Regions from separate parts of the Mus musculus genome. Here region 1 is linked to region 2. Evidence: chromatin contacts called from public Hi-C data. All regions are on one chromosome and are shown on one strand. Each heading gives the region's core, a stretch centred on a gene start, on an enhancer-like site or on the middle of the called end of the contact. The rest is flanking DNA. Distances are from core to core; before and after follow the strand shown. Region 1 has its middle 77 kb from the start of Gm29960. Region 2 overlaps Gap43 (growth associated protein 43).

Region 1 (6,179 bases), core at 2,062-4,561, 300 kb before region 2:
GGAAACATAGCAGCAAGCAGGCAGTCATGGTGCTGGGGAAGTAGCTCAGAGCTTACATCTGATCTATAGGCATAAAGAAGAGAAAATCAGATTGTGAATGGAGCAGGTTTTTGAAACCTCAATGTCTGATTCTAAGGACACACCTACTCCAACAAGAACACACTTTCTAATCCTTCACAAACAGTTTCACTAACTGGGAACCAAACACTCAAGTTTATGAGTGTATGGGGACCATTCCCACTTAAACCAACACAAGGTCACACTCCACTTGAGGTTCTGATTTATACATACGTCTCAGAATAATTATCAGTAGCATTCCAGTTTTGCCCACAAAGATGTCTTAATTTGGACAATAAATGACACAACCACCTTATAAAAGACAATATTTCCAAAATAACTTTGTTTTAGTTAGGGTTTCCATTGCCACAAAGAGACACCATGACCAAGGCAACTCTTATAAAGGACAACCTTTAGTTGGAGCTAGAGTACAGTTTCAGAGGTTCAGTTCATTATCATCATGGCAGGAAGCATGGCAGCATCCAAGCAGATGTGGTGCTGGAGAAGGAGTTGAGAGGTTTGCCTCTTGATTCAACTGCAGCCAGGAGAGACTGTCTCATAGGCAGCTAGGAGGAAGATTTCTTCTGCACTGGGAGGAGCCTGAGCCTAAGACCTCAAAGGCCACTCCCACAGTGACACACTTCTTCCAACAAGGCCACACCTATTCTAATGTGGACACAACTTCATGTGGGCCATGAATCTGGGGGGAGCAAACTTATTCAAGCCACTATAACCTTCAAACTCTTAAAACTGGGGTTAGAGCAAGAAGTGACTTTGGAGTCATTCTGAGCCTCTCACATGGACACTGACGAGCAGCTCTAGTGGTTCTGATCACCAGACAATAGTGTTGCCAGAGTTGGTCCTGTAAATTTAATGAGCCAAATCACTTCTGTACTTTTGAGCATCTAGTCATAAAATTATAGCATTATCCTAGAGTGTAGATAGCTGTCTTCATTAGGGTTTTACTGCTGTGACAGACACCATGACCAAGGCAACTCTTATAAGGACAACATTTAATTGGGGCTGGCTTATAGGTTCAGAGGTTGAGTCCATTATCATCAAGGAGAGAACATGGCAGCATCCAGGCAGGAATGGCGCAGGAGGAGCTGAGAGTTCTACATCTTCATCTGAAAGCTGCTAGCAAAATACTGGCTTCCAGGCATCGAGGCTGAGGGTCTTATAGCCCATACCTATAGTGACACACCTACTTCAACAGGGCCACATCTCCTAATAGTGCCACTCCCTGGGTTGAGCATATACAAACCATCACAATAGCTGTACTCTTTCTTTAGTTGATTGATGTTCTTTTCTTTTCTTTTTTTTTTTTGTTATTTTCTAATTACAGAATTATATATAATCTTCAAACATTAAAATACTATGATCTCTACTATTAAAGGTAAACTGCTCTCATAAGTGTTCTCTGTAGATAAAGGCAGGATTCAAAATACTTAGCATCTAGTTAGGGTTTTATTAAGTACTTTTTTGTGTATGTTTGTACACTAAGGAGCTAAAGTATGTTGCCTTACAGAAGATTTTCACAATCTCACTAAAAGTAACAGGAGTCATTCTGAATGGTTCACAGGCAGATGATCCTTTAAATTGGTTTTTCTGGAAATCTGTTCAATTTGGGAGTACATGAAATTGAAATATCTCGAGGACAGCTTTGCTTCCCCTCTTTGTTGCTCACTGTCCTCTCATCAGAATCTGTCAGTTGATTGTAGAATGTGTTCTGTTTTGACCAATTCAACATGCTGTAGATTACCCTGTAGCTGCATTGTGACTCTCAGACTGGAACAGTAATGGTCCTCTTTAGCTTGCATGAGTGTATTTAATTGCAGTGATCTGTCTGAACAGATCCATGGTGACAGGAGGCAGATGTCCTGAGAGTCTTTAATTCTCAGGTTGAGTTGTCATGGTGGACAAACTCTCCATTATGCATAGAATCTGATTTGGAAACCTAAAGCACAAATCTTCAGTAGAACTTTCAGATTGCTCTTACAAGGGAAACCAATACTGTAGAACTAATTAATAAATATGAGTCCTAAGTTTATTTATTTAACTTTTCCTACTCATTAATGTGACAGATAAAGTGGGAAAAGACAGATATAATAGTACTATCATATATATATGATATATATGCATATATATACACACATATATATTTACATACATATATACATTTATACACACACACATACACATTTGCTATGGCAAGTCTTCTAAAGTCTGTGGAGGAATTTTGAAGAATATGAAAGGCTACTCAAATATTAGGCATACTTAAGTTCATTACATCTTCTTTGCAGCACTTACATAGATGTTGTGGCTAGTCAGGTATTGTATGCTGCCTCAGTCAAATGGCATTACCATAGTTTATGCTATGTGCTTCCACTGGCAGGTATACTTCTAGTGTACCTGACAAGATGAAGAGAAAGCTTTTAACACAAGCTGTTCTCACTCTGATCAGATATACCATTTGATCTAGTGTAAAAGGAAAAGTCTCTATGTCTTCAGCTTAATCAAATAATCAAGTGGCACCCTTCAATTCTTTATCAAACAATAAATCGAATGTAAATTTTCCCTAAATTGTTTCTTTCCTTAATAGTAGGCTTCTTGATAATTCTCTGCTACTTCTTTCTCACCTCCTTTCTGGTTTTCTCATTTCTAATGTTGGTATGTTCTCCTAAGGCGCCTGGCCTCTGCCATAGTTTAAAGCTCATCTGTGTTACAATATTCACCTTCAGGACCCACTGCTAAGTCCCTTCCACCATCCGAGGAATAAAGGATGCTTCAGATAAAGCACATTCCTAGAAACATCACAAAAATCAAAATAGCAAGGCTGATGACATTTTTTCTGATTACTCAGTTTTTTGCTGACTTGGATTTGATATCCTGTTTAATAAAAGCAACAATAGCAACAACAGTGAAAGGTGGAGGTGTTTGAAGAAAAAAAAATCGTCACAGTGCATAGGATTACCCCACCCTTCCTTCGCCATTCTGCTAATCAAATCGGTGATGCAATCGTCTGCTTTTCCCAGAAGGCCCCCCTCTCTCCATAGTGACAGAGAATACATTTGATGCTTCTTGCCGTGCCCTAGATCCCTGACCCCTCATCCCTTTAAACAGTCCCCGCTGCTAAAAAGAACCCCAATGACCCTGCGGCATTTAGCTTCAGCTGAGTCGCCCCCCCTCCCCCATGCCATTGAATTGCAAATCTGGGCATGCCTCAGTGAGAGCACTTCAATTCCTCATCTGCATCTTCACTCCCCTCCCCCTCAGGGACAGAAAAAACCCCAAGGAAATATAGCCAGCCACAGCTAGGCTGAGGCTCTGATCAGATTAACTCCTAGTTTAATAAGACATGTGGTGAGCCACCAGCTGCTCCATCCCATTGCACTTAGTGAAGGACCAACGGGTCTTGAAGGTCCTTATTTGCAAGAGTTGAGACAATGTGTGGGACTTAGGAACCTGTTTCTCCAGATTTCTCTGGCTCCCCAAGTCTGCGAGCTGAAGGACTCTTTGAAGGTTTCAGTGCATTAGGCTTAAAACCTAAGAAGAAACCTGAGAATTCTTATAGTGTAAAGCCCAGTCAACTCCGTTTTTTGAAGAAACTCCATTTTGTGTGAGACCAGAGGCTAAACTCCAATTCCAGGAAGAAAATCAGAGTTCTCCTGAGCAACCAACCTATGGCAACCCACACTCCTTAGCAACAGCTAGTCAGGCTGCAATAGCAGGGTCAAGGTGCATATAGATAACTTTAGACATCCTTCAGAGAATACATAATTTAGCCATTCTGCTTATCAGGTAGTTCTGTCCCCATGTTCAGGTGTACATAGTGCCCATACACACATACATGTAGGCAAGCACTCACACACATGAAATCAAATGAATGAATTTTTAAAACTATTATCTTGATTTATCTTTACACTTTTAATAACAGGAAAGGATGCCAGGAGTCTTAAGAGATAGAAGTCTGTTAGGACTAAGCGATTATAAAGGTTTTAAAATCCCTAACTTTGCCATGTCCTAGTGTTATGCTCAAGTTGTAGGTACCCCAAAGACTACCCAATGATGCCAGGGGAGGGCATCTGATCTGCAACGGGAGTTACAAAAGGTTGTGACCCACATACAGTTGCTAGGATCTGAACCTGGCTCTTTTGTAAGAAGAGTAAGTGCTCTTAATCCCTGAGGTATATCTCTAGCATCAAGACAAGCTAATTCTTTTTTTTTTTTTTTTTTTTTGGTTTTCGAGACAGGGTTTCTCTGTATAGCTCACTGTGGAACTCACTTTGTAGACCAGGCTGGCCTTGAACTCAGAAATCTACCTGCCTCTGCCTCCCGAGTGCAGGGATTAAAGTCCTGTGCCACCACACTAGGCCACAAGCTAATTCTTCTCTCTCTTTTTTTAAATTAGGTATTTTCCTCATTTACATTTCCAATGCTATCCCAAAAGTCCTCCACTCCCCTACCCACCCACTCCCACTTTTTGGCCCTGGCATTCCCCTGTACTGGGGCATATAAAGTTTGCAAGTCCAACGGGCCTCTCTTTCCACTGATGGCCGACTAGGCCATCTTTTGATACATATGCAGCTAGAGTCAAGAGCTCTGGGGTACTGGTTAGTTCATAATGTTGTTCCACCTATAGGTTTGCAGATCCCTTTAGCTCCTTGGGTATTTTCTCTAGCTCCTCCATTGGGGGCCCCGTGATCCATCCAATAGCTGACTGTGAGCATCCACTTACGTGTTTGCTAGGCCCCGGCGTAGTCTCACTAGAGACAGCTATATCAGGGTCCCATCAGCAAAATCTTGCTAGTGTATGCAATGGTGTCATCGTTTGGAGGCTGATTATGGGATGAATCCCTGGATATGGCAGTCTCTAGATGGTCCATCCTTTTGTCTCAGCTCCAAACTTTGTCTCTGTAACTCCTTCCATGCGTGTTTTGTTCCCAATTCTAAGAAGGGGCACAAGCTAATTCTTAAAGCTGCTCTGTTCTTAGACTTCCTTGGGATCCTCAGGACCTGGAAGACTAGATAGACAAGATACCACGAGAGCCAAAGTTACGATTAAAGTTTTAATTATTATGCCCACATGTGATTAAGCACATCCAGTATAGTTGGGTCAAACAAAGGTAATTTGTGGCCATTTTCTGGAGATCTAGAGATGTACCTTAACAGAGAGTCCATCCATCTGGTTAGTATTTAACTACATCTTGCTTCAGATTTGGCTTTAAATCATGGTGGTGGTGGTGGTGGTGGGTCTGATTCTGCACTGGTGGGATTAATTACACCTTGAGGAAAGCATGAAGAGAAGACCACAGTATTGCCTCTTCATAACTGTTTGAAGAGTGCTCACCAGACGAAGACACTCTGGTGAGTAAGGACAGTCAGTGACTGACAGCAGAGAACTCATCCACATGGGAAGATGATGGCTCATCCTAATCCACTGTGGTCACAACATAATTAAGATTCATCCACACGAAGTATTATGGGTTTTCAGAGTCCAGGCTCGGAGATCTATTTCAGGAAAAAGACTGCCATGCTCTATGTGCAGACTGAGAACAATGAATAGCTCTACTGTCTTTATATAGCTGAGCCTTTATTGCTAAACATCTTAGACTGCTTTGCTCTGCATCTTAACCAAGAATCTGAACTGGGATGATTCTTCCAACGTCAAGGTTGATGATTGAAGAGAAGTCCCTTGAAGTAATTTACTATTTAAGAACAATAGAATAGAATATCAGAGTCTGTTGAATCTGCCATGAGAAATTCTCAGTCTTAATATTCATCAAAAGTGTAGGTGGACTCAGCAAAACCAGTGTATCTTGTTGTATATCTAGTAAAAAGAAATCAACATTATTTTTAAATATTAAATGTGCATCTGCTTTTGAAGACAAGACAAAAAAATCAGGGTAGACTTGAACTTTGTATGCTGATAGAGAGTGTTCTATCCATCCCCAGGTATGGATATTTTCTATTAAATGAAGTAGCTGGATGACATATTCCCTAAGTTTGTTTTTAGCTCCAAGAGTCTTTGTTCCTCTGAGTCATCCCAAGGGTGCAGAGTGTTTGACAAGAGAGGTTTAAGGGATAGGGATAAGTGTGAGGAAGCGTCCTGGGGTGGCTGC
Region 2 (6,475 bases), core at 561-3,060:
ATCCCCAGGACGGGCTGTGCGTGTGTGTATTCTAATGAAAAGTGACGTGTCTTGTAGGATCACCTTGAACAGTCACATAATGAGTTAGGCTCATCGTGGAGGAGACAAGGTAACCCAAGGAGCTCGTTTCATTGTCATACAGATAACTTTCCTTTGCTAGCAGGTGTGACTTACGCAAGAGCTCTAGGCGTTGTAAAGAATACTGGTATATAAAAGTAAAAAGAAAAATGCTGTTGTTCAGTGTACAATCTGGAAGCAATGTAAGGCCTTTAAAAAGGAGCAAGCAAGCAAACAACAAGCAAACAAAACGAACTCCTGGCCCCAGAGCTATGTGAAAGTATGTGTTTGACTGGAAACACAGTCTAATTGCAGAGAGTAAGTTCAGATGTCACCAGGGTGGCAGGTATCTGAATGAAGGAAGTGAACTTAATTAGGCAACATTGCTATAGCACCAGGGAGGGGAAGGTGACTGTGTTAGACCTTAAAATGTTCAGACCTGAAGTGATTGGGGCTTTAAACTAAACAATGGCAGATGCTTTTGCTACATTAAAATAGTATGACAACTGATGTCATAGTATTTTATGGATTCAAAGGTCTTAGATATAAGATAAGACCTTATCCTATAGAGATAAGGCCACTGCAAAGCATTACCTGCTCTCGAAATCCATTTCACAATGTAACATTAATTTTAGTTCATCCACTCCCATGACTTCATGACTTTGGTAAACAATATTTCTAGACTTAGATTTTGGTTACCTTTAAAAGGACTTAAAAATACAATTAACTTCAGAAAGGCTTCAAAGTAGGACCTTGCCACAGCAAATCGTTCCTGAACCAATTGTGTGCTTTGCTTTGGATTCGTGGCTGGTCCGCAGACCTCAAGGTCGGGAACAGTATTACTCTGTTGCCCTCTGCTGGGGAAAAATGGGAAGTTCACCAAGAAACAATGGCGCCCAGGCCTTTTCAACGCAAGGAATTTGGGTGACACTGAAGTCCAAAGCAGCCTTCAGGCACATTCATTTAATGCTGATCACAGGCCTCCCAGTCAGGTACACTTCGGCATTATGTCTGTATTCCTTAAGTAAAAGGAGTAATTGGATTTTTTTCTGCAAGAGTGTAAAGCTAAATTTTAAAAGTAGTTCAGAAAAATAGTCCGGCTTTTTCCTTGGCTTGAGCGCTGGGGGCTCCTTTCCAGAGCACCGTGTGTGCTTCATCGTGGGTGGTGAACATCTTGCCACCAGAATAAACTAGGGTGGGGCTCCGAAGTCATTTCTAAGCTCTGTTCGATTTATTATTATTATTTTTAATGGCGAGGAAATGTGCATTGATACTCATGACTGATTTCTCTTGTCTCAAATTATCGAGTTAATGCCTTGGTGTTAAATTAGATTGAGAGTGTTCTCTTTGGTGTTCCTTTGGTTTTCTGCTCAGCTGACTTTTTTTCTCCTGCTAGAGGTGAAAGATTCTCTGTAATTAAGAAAGGGGTGGGGCGGGTGCTAAGAGATAAAGAGAGAGATGAGCTGTGAATTGTCACGTGTGCAAATTGATGACAAACTTCTCAAAGAAAACGATGGGAGCCAAGTGAGGTAAGAAAAAGGGACATTACATTCTAATGGTCCTTTTTTATTATTATTTTAAAGGATCAATAATATGTACATGATGCTCTGCCTGCGGTTTCCATAACAACCCGCCTCATTGAAAGACGGCAGGCTCCGCAAATCTCCAATTATCAGCCTTCCAGGGCTTATTAATGGAGCCGAGGATCCCAGTGAAGCAGGCAGCTCATTGTTGGCACGTGCCTGGTGGGCTGGCAAGAGGGTGGGAGCAGAGTGAAGTGGAACTGTGTAGCGAGCCAGCAGCCATTTGTCCCCTGTCGCTTCTGGGGGGTGGGGGGAGATGCAGCCACTCAAGAGACCTGAGCACATCTTCTGAAGCCTCCTGGGGCTGTACTGATGTGGCAGGCAGCTGAGGGCGGAGGGTGTAGACTGCCCTTTCAGCTACATACCAACCGTCATCCTCCTGTAGTAAATCTACAAGAATATAGTACTTGCTCCATTTGTCTATTGAAGTCCCATAATTTATTGAGGATTCTTCACAATAACAATTGTGACTCTGTTCCCAATGCTATCTATCCCAAGTCTTAATTAAAATGTGAAAACAACCTAATTCGTATCTGATCACTTCGAATTTGTCAGTCCTTGGTCTGACAATCATCTATTAGGTCCTTACGAAAAGTCATTGGAAGAGCAAAGGACTTAGTAGAGAATACCGTTAATCTTAGCACTCCAGAAATAGAGGTGAGTGGAACTCTGAGTTCAAAGCCAGCCTGGTCTACAGGGAGAGTCCCAAGACAGCCAGGACTACCCAGAAATCCAGTTTCAAAACAAAACAAACAAACAAATAAAAACAAAGCAAACAAAAACACCAGAAAACCAGTTTTTAAAAGGAGCAAGCAAATATAACACTGATGAAAACTATAGATTATTTATGCTTTTGTTCTAGAGTAATTGCTAAATTCTGTATATGTAGTAACTTCCTGAAGCCACAGTCACTCTGTGCTTAGGCTATTATTTACTTTTATAGATACAGAAGGGAGCAACAAAACTTCATGTGTGTGGATGGATCAGAGTCTCAGTCTCTCTCCTCTCTATAACCCTCACATTAATACTTTTATTTTCCTATAAAATAAAGTCAGATTAGAATAAAAGGGACCAACTGAGCTCTATAGTCTAATGTGATTAAGGAAATGGTTACCCTAATGTTTGATTAATAATTGCTATCTATGTTATTATTGGATTTCCAATTGGGGGAGGTTTAGATATAATAAAACATATGCAACATTAGAAATAGAGTAATTGCAGTCATAAAATGTGTCAGGAGCATTATACAGATATCAGTTTTTAGTGTAATGCTGAAGTATTAGTTGATAAAGACTTCCGTTTGACAGAATGTAAGATCATCTGGCTTTGTAGCACAGAAATGTCTGCCTTAACATTTTCAATAGTCCTTTTCACACACCACCACCGAAATTCAGCGTAATCACAAAAGAAATCTTTTGGGGTCCTCCAAAAATAAAGAAGTTTGAGGGAGTCATTAACTATTCAGAATCATGAGACTGCTTTGAAACACCTGAGTATTACATTAAGCAGAAGAATGGAACGTGGCCCGCCTTTGCAGGGACTCAATCTGCGGCTGTCACAATGTGCTACGAGACCAGACCAGCCTTGGCTGGATCCTCACAAAATTGCTCAAATAATACTATTTGTGAATTTGGACTCTAGGACTTGGAATAGAATTTGATAACCGAGTCATCTTTTCCAGGATAAAGTGATAGGTGCATTTACTGCTTAGCCATCTATGTGCCTCACACACCAAACAACCCTACCAGGGGGTGTTTGTAGCTGAGGAGGCTGAGGTGTAGAAAGGTTACATGAGGTGATGAAGGCGCCACATTTAGGAAGTGACAGGTTCCAGATTCAGACTTGTGCTCTCTGGCTCTTGAGTATTTCTTTCTCAAAAGGGTTGCCTATACTCAGACACCAATTTCCTTATTTCTCCCTGTCCCTGTCCCTGTCCCTGTCCCTGTCCCTGTCCCTGTCCTTCCCCCTGTCCCTCCCCCTCCCTCTGTCCCTCCCCCTCCCCCTCCCTCTGTCCCTCCCCCTCCCCCTCCCTCTGTCCCTCCCCCTCCCTCTGTCCCTCCCCCTCCCCCATCCCTCCCCCTCCCTCTCCCCCTCTCCCCCTCCCTCCCTCCCTCCGTCCCTCCATCTCTCCCTCCCTCTTTCTTTTAATTCCTAATGACCATATCCATCTTCCCAGCTTCAATTTAAAGAATTTTGTCCAAGGGCTGGAGAGATGGCTCAGTGGTTAAGAGCACTGACTGCTCTTTCAGAGGTCCTGAGTTCAATTCCCGGCAACCACATAGTAGCCCCATGGTAATGGGACCTGGTGCCCTCTTCTGGTATATCTGAAGGCAGTGATGGCATACTCATATACATAAAATGAATAATTTTTTTTTAAAGAATCTTGTCCAAAATCACAGATTTCTTCCATAGTGGGAAATGCAATAGTCAGTTTGGAGTTTTCAGCTTTGCCTAGCATTTGATGGTTAACCTGTCAGTTCCTACTGTACTTGGAAATACTTTCACCACTGGTCTTTGATTATGTCTTAGTTTCCTTTCTGCTGCTGTGATAGAATGACTAAAAGTCACTTAGAGAATGAGAAGGTTTAGTTCATCTTACAAACTGCAGTTCATCATTGGGTCCAAAATTGGGGGAATCAGAGACTTGGAGGCAGGAACTGAAGCCGAGACCATAAAGGAGCATGGCTTTCTCCTAGGCTCACATCTGGGTACCTTTCTCATACCTTCCTTATATCTCCTGTCTGCCCAGGGGTGGAACTGGCCATGCTGGGTCCTCCTGCATCAAGCAACACTCAAGAAAATACTGTACAGATATGGCTAGAGCTATTTCTTCAATTGAGGTTCCCTCCTCTCAGAAGTCTCTGCTTTGTGCCAATGCTAACAAAACTCACAGGCACATAGTACGTTACCTAGTCTTATCCCTTAACCCTGGATTCAATCATTTTCTTTCTTCTTACTTCTAAACTTAGTGTCACCTCAAAGTTTGGTTCTTTGATTTCTTACTTTCCGTCCAATGTTTGCCTTTGATGACCAACTGTGTTGGTTACTCTTACATGGCTGTAATCAAAACATGTAATAAAAACATCCACAGAGAGGAAAGGCTATTGTTTCAGGGGTGTCAATCCATAGCTCCTTGGCCCCAGGGGCCTAGGCAAAACATTATGAGAATGACAGCATGTGATGGGGGAGTTTCTTCATGGTACACAGAAGGCAGAGTCCTAAGAAGATAGAGCAAGATTTAGCTGCCAAGGACATGGACTCACAGGTACCTCTTCTATCCATGATGGAGGCTGAAATACACGGTCTTGACCAGTTATTCACTGCTCCTATCTGTTCATGACTGCAATGACTGTGTATATGGAAGCGTTTCATGACACTCCTATATTCCAGCTTTTACACACTTTCTACCCACTTCTCCATAATGTTTTCTGAGCTCATGGGATGGTGTAGACATCTATTATAAGATTGAACTACACTTAAAGCTGTATCATATTATAGATTTAATGATTTATTTGCAATATAAGGTTCATGAAGACAAGGTATTCTTTTGTTTTAGTACTGTGTTGTACACTGCTGTATCCCTAGAAAGTAGAACATGGAGCAAGATTATAGCAGGCATTTGTTTCATTTCATGACTAAAGGCGTCATCTACGTGGCAATATGGCAGGCATTTCTTTTGGTTGTTATCATTTAAAGGAAAACAAAGTAGCCAGACTTGTTCTCAAAGATATCACCTAGGTGGCAAAGGAGACATGCTCACTTTTACTTGGTGTGTTTCGTCCCTTTTTACCACGCAGGTGCTTCTTCTCTTTGCCTGGATAGATTTCCCCCCATCTTCCTTTGCTTTTGTAGACTCTTTGATAATTCAGATCATTACCCATGCAGGTATGGCACCAAAGCGCTGGATCTTGTTTCACAGTCTCTCTCTCTCTCTGTGCATGGAGGAGCAGTCATAGGTCAGGCACATTGCCTCATCCTCCTAAGACAAAGGATACATAAAGGGCAGGCAGCAAGTTTCACCAATCCAAAGGTTTGGGCTTGAATGTAAAATGTCCTATACAGTGCATGTGTTTAAATAGTTGGTCCCAACCTGGTGAAAGGTTGTGGGATCTTTAGGAGGGGTAGACTTTCCAGATGTGGTTCATGGGGCAATGGAGCAATGGAGCGTGAGATTTTAATGCTCATCTCCATTTCCCCATTGACTCTCTGCTTCTTGATTATGGACACAGGGTGACCCGGCCCCCTCACAATTCTGCCCCCACGTCTTCATCAATGTGGTGGACTCTTATCATTTCAGGCTGTAAGCCAGAACAAATTATTTCTCTCCTAACTTGCTTCTTGTCAGATGTGTGGCCACAGCAGCAAGAAAAATAAGTAAGGCATGGTTTTATTTCAGCCATTGGGGATTCTTCACTGACTGAAAATAGATGTGTAAAACTCACATTTGCATCGGAGTGAGCTCTCTTTCTCTCATGGTGAATCAGCAAATCAAAGCTGTGGAAGCTTTTGTGTCTATGAAGCTTCTGTGGATTCAAATTTTCTATGCCATAAATTATGATTAGCTCAGCATTTACCCAACAGTGGTTCTGTTTTAGTATATTGAATGTTCTTACATGCTGACTACATCCCAATGTAATTTAAATATTTAGTGAAAGGGCCCATTGTATGAAAGCCTACACAATATATATAAACATATGTATATATACATATGATGCTTATACATAGATAAAGATTAAACTAAAAAAGCATACTGTCATACATATAGCAGTTTGTATGCATGCACACATGTGTGCACACACATGCACACATATGCATTCAGGACACTCAGCTTTGAG

What was found. A called contact is a pair of places that touch in the nucleus more often than the background predicts.
Region 1: a Hi-C map of the N1E-115 cell line shows a contact between it and region 2, with 9 times the contacts expected there. The contact joins two enhancer-like sites. A contact is called at or near these places in 11 of 484 Hi-C or Micro-C datasets (the C2C12 cell line, the N1E-115 cell line, adipose-derived mesenchymal stem cells and 3 more), 8 of 115 datasets of contacts at active chromatin or transcription factors (differentiating embryonic stem cells and embryonic stem cells) and 1 of 9 other capture datasets (embryonic stem cells).

What each region holds. Positions count from the first base shown.
Region 1 is chr16:42,572,798-42,578,976 of GRCm38.p6, reverse strand. No RefSeq gene overlaps it. Among named protein-coding and RNA genes, the nearest start is that of Gm29960, 77 kb to the left of the region's middle. Within about 2 kb of position 3,311, at least 57 of the 459 cell types and tissues checked have an H3K27ac peak or open chromatin away from gene starts, as enhancers often do. A contact at or near this core is called in the N1E-115 cell line and stem cell-derived motor neurons, where this site is marked.
Region 2 is chr16:42,271,081-42,277,555 of GRCm38.p6, reverse strand. The region is part of intron 2 of Gap43 (growth associated protein 43); the gene reads left to right. Among named protein-coding and RNA genes, the nearest start is that of Mir6540, 29 kb to the left of the region's middle. Within about 2 kb of position 1,810, at least 50 of the 459 cell types and tissues checked have an H3K27ac peak or open chromatin away from gene starts, as enhancers often do. A contact at or near this core is called in the N1E-115 cell line and stem cell-derived motor neurons, where this site is marked.